Regions from separate parts of the Mus musculus genome. Here region 2 is linked to region 1. Evidence: chromatin contacts called from public HiChIP or PLAC-seq data. All regions are on one chromosome and are shown on one strand. Each heading gives the region's core, a stretch centred on a gene start, on an enhancer-like site or on the middle of the called end of the contact. The rest is flanking DNA. Distances are from core to core; before and after follow the strand shown. Region 1 holds the start of AU022793 (expressed sequence AU022793). Region 2 has its middle 25 kb from the start of Gm33251.

What was found. HiChIP or PLAC-seq counts read pairs in DNA pulled down with a chosen protein or histone mark.
Region 2: an H3K27ac HiChIP or PLAC-seq map of bone marrow-derived dendritic cells shows a contact between it and region 1, with 2.7 times the contacts expected there. The contact joins the enhancer-like site here to the promoter of AU022793 in region 1. A contact is called at or near these places in 18 of 484 Hi-C or Micro-C datasets (ECoMG-derived neutrophils, the G1E-ER4 cell line, the P5424 cell line and 12 more) and 3 of 115 datasets of contacts at active chromatin or transcription factors (bone marrow-derived dendritic cells, bone marrow-derived macrophages and embryonic stem cells).

The regions. Positions count from the first base shown.
Region 1 is chr15:39,961,248-39,964,163 of GRCm38.p6, reverse strand. AU022793 (expressed sequence AU022793) reads right to left here and starts at 1,515. Exons shown (of 3, transcript NR_045719.1): 1 at 1,358-1,515; 2 at 1-89.
Region 2 is chr15:40,018,719-40,021,634 of GRCm38.p6, reverse strand. No RefSeq gene overlaps it. Among named protein-coding and RNA genes, the nearest start is that of Gm33251, 25 kb to the left of the region's middle. Within about 2 kb of position 1,359, at least 20 of the 459 cell types and tissues checked have an H3K27ac peak or open chromatin away from gene starts, as enhancers often do. A contact at or near this core is called in ECoMG-derived neutrophils, bone marrow-derived dendritic cells, bone marrow-derived macrophages and 1 more, where this site is marked.

The sequences.
Region 1 (2,916 bases), core at 266-2,765:
CTGCAAAGGCAATGTTGAACACTCCCTGCATGTCAACATCAGGATCTCTCCACCGGTTCCTTCTCTGTCGCCTGAACAATTTCAGCTTCCTATTTCCGAATAGAACTCAATTGGTCCTCCATTCCAGTGGTTTCAATATCCTCAATTCAACAGTGTCAGAAAGATAATACATGGGGACACATACTTCCTTCCTCTCCATTATGTGCTCTGTGTTGGCTGTTATTAGTGACCTATGGCAGAGTGAGTCCATAGGAGGAGGTGTGCAGGTCACATATGCACACTCTGTCTGGAGCCTGCAAAGGTTAATAAGTGTTCCTGGAGCCAATCTTGCTGTGGATACTAAGGGACAACTGTACACTATAATAATATATATAATATACAACATATAATATGTAATGTGCAATATGTAATATATCATATATAATATGCAATGTGCAATATGTAATATGTAACATGTAATATATAATATATGTGTATGATGCATGATGTATAATATATAATATAATGTAATATAACATATAATATAATATATAATGTGCAATATATAATATAATAATATACAGTTTTAAATTCTCCGCGAGCAGTCTCTGTTCCTTTCTAGCATGTTCTTCTGCAGAACAGTCTTTACTTCCTCAGTGAATTGCCATGAGGGTTCCACTCTTTCTATTTCCTTGACACTACAGCCAAATGTCAGGTTTTACAACCTAACTCTCTGGTCCTTCTTCAGTGGACATCTTGACCCCTTTGCATCATCTGACCATCCTGTCACCTCTCATCTTGGAACAATTCTCTGAGTCTCATGCTGATATTGCCAGTTCTTCTAGACCTTTTGGCTAGATCCTTTTCCTCTCTCTGGTTATTTGTTAGGGACAGACAGGAATCATGTCTGTATTTCTTTCAATTTGTAATGTCTTCCTAACTGATCTTACCCATTCCTGCAGCTTCAGTTGACAGCCATTAGCACCCAGAACTATGTCACTAGGTCAAACAACTCTTCTGCAAGTATCAGTTCTACAACCTGCATCATTTGCAGGGATCTAAAGCCATATCTGATCTCTGTATCGAGCTTCTCCTAAACATCCCATATCTTCACTGATGGGCTAGCACTTTGCCCATCATCTGAGACAAGATTTTTCGGATCCACCAGACTCACCCTCTTAATTCCAATGCACAACCAAGTCCTGTTTTCAAATCATTTTTCCAACCTGTCTCTTTCTTGTCAGTCTTGTGATGACCACCTTCCAAAACTTCCCCTGCCTCCTAATTTAACATCCTCCTACCCCGTAGTGGCCAGGCGCTCCTCCTTACATTGCAGTTCTTTCTCCATGCCCTTTCTCACGCTCCTTTGTGTACTCACCCGCATCCTCGGCCTGGAGTTTTAAGTCTTCTTTTACTCTCAGAGTGTTGGCTGGATTTCCAGTCACTTTTCAAGGTTAAACTCTGTGGAGACTTAGTAAACCTCCCAGCCCCCATGAAATGGATGTGTCATCCCTCTTCTCTCCCTACATCACACACAGACATCCGTCATGCCACTGCAAACACTTTGTGGTGCCTAAAAATAGTCCCACTATATTCTAGGCTTCCTTTGCTCCATTTTCGCTTCCTTGATTTTGAGAACTGGGACTTACTAGTCTTTCTGCTCTCTGCGCAAGTGCAGTGTGAAGCTCGCTGTTGACAGTCTCAGAAGCTTGCAGGACAAGCAAAGGGAGCCTTTATGCTGTCAAAGGGACAAAAGACACCATCACGAAAGGCACTCCCTTTTGTCTGGGAGCAGTCATACAGCACATTAAACATTTACTGCCTCAACATTCCACTTTACCTCAAAATCTGGTTTTGCCTTTAAATGACAATCTTACCTGTAACTGTGATGGAATATTAAATATTTATTGAATAATACTTTCTATACAGGCAGAAGCATAGACTTTCAGGATTGCCTAGAGATTTGATGCATAACCTAGACCTTCCACTCACCAGTCACTGCAGGGCCTCTGTAAAATTGCATGTGCTGCTGACTTTGTTTCCCATACTACATTTACAAACCTGAGCCCTGAACCATCTGTGTGCTCCTGCTGCCTAACAATGCTGTGAGAAAATCCCGGGAGTCATGCTACCTTACAGTGATCTGTGTTTTGCATAGGATTCCAGTCTGAGCCACATCCACACGGGTATCCTACCGAAGCTGTTACCCAGCACTTCTGACTTTGCCTTACTTAATATCTTGCTTCCCAAATTCACTTAGCATCTGAATCTGACCTTGACTTACAATCACCTTTAGATCTTTATCAGAGTTAGTTCCTGGAGTAAATTGTCTAGCTATACATCTCCAGTGTCTGAAACAGGCTTCTCTTTCTTCACTTGATTGTCAACTCTTAGAATTCCAACACTCATCTTCTCTACACTCTGACTTGGGGTATAATATCTCATGAACGGCTTAATCAACTCCCTAAATATTATTTCTCCTCCAATTGCTAAGTACTCAGAATAGATACATTTTAACAGTTTTCCCACTAACGTACTGATGCAATTATAGGTATGCTGTATCCCCCATATATGTACACAAACAGAACACATTAAATATATTGTATAGGCTGAAGAGATGTCTCAGCACCTAAGAGAACTGGCTGCTATCACAGTGGACTTGGTTTTAACTCTTAGCATCTACATGGTCACTCATAACTGTTCTAGTTATGGGGATCCAGGGAGTCCAACACCTACTTCTGGCCTCTACAAAACACAAAATTCACACATAGTGCACATATATTCATGCAGGCAAATATATAAGATGAAAACAAATAAATTTTTAAATGTATTTATTAGTGCATTCACTAAAACAAATAAGTATATTTACAGAATGTTCTAATTATGGTTTATTGCTATGAAGAGACACCATGATCATGGCAACATTTATAAAGGAAA
Region 2 (2,916 bases), core at 110-2,609, 58 kb before region 1:
GACTCAGAATTTACTTGCTAAAGATTTTTGTCTATAAACTCAAACTAGGAGAATAAATAATTATCTGCCTCATGGTTTGTCCCACACCAGCATTAGAATGCCAAAGGGTGTCTCCAACATTGCCATACTTCTTAAAAGCAACAAGATTTTCCTAAATGGGAAAATTATAAGTAGAAGAAGCCAAACATTAAGAAAAAATATTTTTCCATTTTAAGAAAAACATGATTAATTCTTACATCATACATTGATAAACAAAAGCATGATCAATACTATACCATGATGCCGAGACAGACAAGCAACATCTGGAAAATCACTACGATAGGCATAGCAACAAGAAATGAGGAGAGAACAACTGGGTTTGGCTGAAGGTGATGAGTTTTGCCTTGGGCAATGCAGGTTTTGAAGGGAGAAGAATAACTACATTTTGATAAATGTCTTTATTTTTATTCAGTTCCACACAAGAGTTTAGTAAGTTATATAACAAAAGTTAAAGTACTAAACATCCATCAAAACACATTGTTTTGCTCGCACTTTAAGAAATGAAATAAGAGTTCTATAAAACAATTCCACTCAAAAGGACAGTTTTCATAAAGGACGCTTGCTATGGTTTGGGTAAGAGAACTCCGTAGATTCACATGTTAAAAGTTTGATCCTCGGCCTATTAGAGCATAATGTTCAGTTAGAAAGTCATCAGCCTTTAGCAGGTGTGGTCTAGTTAGAGGAAACCAAATCTTTATAGTCACCTCCTTCCTGTATCTTTCTGTTTCCTGGTCACCATGTGGTAAACTGACTCCCCCCTCCATGAGTTCATCTCTAGAATTCTGCTTTACTCTGGTCCCAAGAGCAACAGGCCAGCTGACCACAAGCTAAAACCCCCATGTCTGAGAGCCAAAATAAACCTTTACTCTGTATAAATTGATTTCCTCAAGAACTTTAGCACAGTAATGGAATTTGACCTCTTCTGAGCAAAATGTACCCTTCCTTCCCCTTTTCTTAAGGTCCACAGCATGGTATGTCCACCCCAGGATACGCCCTTGAAGAGTCAATAGAAACAAGACATTTCAGGCTTAAAATCTTACCACTCTATACATTGTGACAGTTGTGACAACTTAAATTGATGGATTAAAAACAGTACATATCTGCTCTGCTAGGCATTTCCATCTCACCCAGATCATCTGAGGACTTGGCATGCAATGATTTGGCAGGAATTTCACATATTAATTCATTCTGGAGCCAACAGGATACTATCTATTTCATCTATCAGCAGCACATGTGGTTTTAACCATGGTCTAGAAATAGGTTAAGAAATTCCCTTATGAAACCAATGTATCAGGATACTGCTTCTCAATTCTTGTTTTTCTCCAACTGTAATGATGCCTTTAGTCAGATTTTGGTGAAAGGGTCCCATTGGCCTGAGCACATGTTGACTCACTAATTTCTTATTTTGTCAGTAAGTCAGCTGATATGGAAATATTGCTGTTATATGTAAAAAATATACTGGAAAAATGCCAAGAATTTCTGAGAACCATCTCTCTTTCACAAGAGCATGTACACACACACATACACATATGCACACACACACACAATGAGAGAGAGATGGAGAGACACACTGATAGAGACAGAGACAGAGAAAGACAGAGATAGAGAGAATTAAATGTTGATTTTTGACTTTGTTTTTTCATTGATTACTTGTATGTCTGTGTGTCTATGACATGCATATCAGAGAGAAAAGATACTTAATTTCCAATGAAATAAGAGATAGTAAGGGTGAGAGAGAGAGAGAGCAAGAGAGAGAGAGAGAGAGAGAGAGAGAGAGAGAGAGAATCAACCACAAAGGTGACTTTTGGCTCTAATGTTGAGAGCGGTTCAGTTAGGAGGTAGTGTAAGACTCTGGCAAGCCTTAGTTTACTGGGGACTCCCTAATGAAGGACTCAGAGCCAGGAATCGATGCAAAAAGCAAGAGGAATTTATTGTTCCAACATGTTGGGGTCACCCTGCGTACGGAGAGAGAACAACCACGCGCAGCCCATTCGGTGAGCCTTTATACAGTTCTCCAGGCAGCAGCCATTAGGCACAATGTGATTGGCAGAACAGTGTGACTTTTAAACTGATTGGTCTTTAGGGAATGAGGTAGGTGGCTACAAGCTCTGGGCCTCCCCTACCCGCAGATGGTTTGTCTCTCCTTCAGGTGCTCTGAGGAATGTAATTAGCCCCACCCTTCCGGAGGGGAAGGGTGCCTATGACCTTTCTCTTCTAGGAGGGGAGAGGTCCTGTGGAATTTTCTAAAGTTCCTGAGCTGACCTCTTCACACAATTAATAATCGAAGACATGCCAGGTGATGACATGGGAAAGGAAGAGAAAGATGCCTCGGTGTGCACTGATAAACTAACCCGCAAACTGCCCTGAGGAGACCTCAACATACACTGAAAAGTTAACAGATACTATGTATCATTTTAAGTTTATATTTTATTAAGTTGCTGCATTAGCATGCGCAGAAATAGATTTCATTGTAGCATCTTATGACTATCATTAGACGGCTCTTATTTCTTCTTCTTCTCCACTGTTCTCACCACCCCCACCCCACACCTCTGTCCTTGTCCCTGTCGCTGCACCTCACAGCCCCTGCCCTCGGCTCTCTCCTTTCCCTTTGTTAGTCTCCTTAACAAGCAGCTGTCTCAGCTAATGGTAGCAGTCCAGCTTCCGTCACTTGTGCGTGGCCAGCTGGCTGCATTCGAATGAGAGACATTCTGAGCTATAATCAATCAAGCTGTGTATGTGTCTGTGACAAAATTTCGGCATATTCAGTACAGTCTGCTGAAGCTGTAACCTTGTTCACTAGGTAGCATTTAGGAAGAGCACTGCGTTATTAAACCCACAAAATAGACCAAAGAAGAGGCTCTTTGAACAATGCCCTGC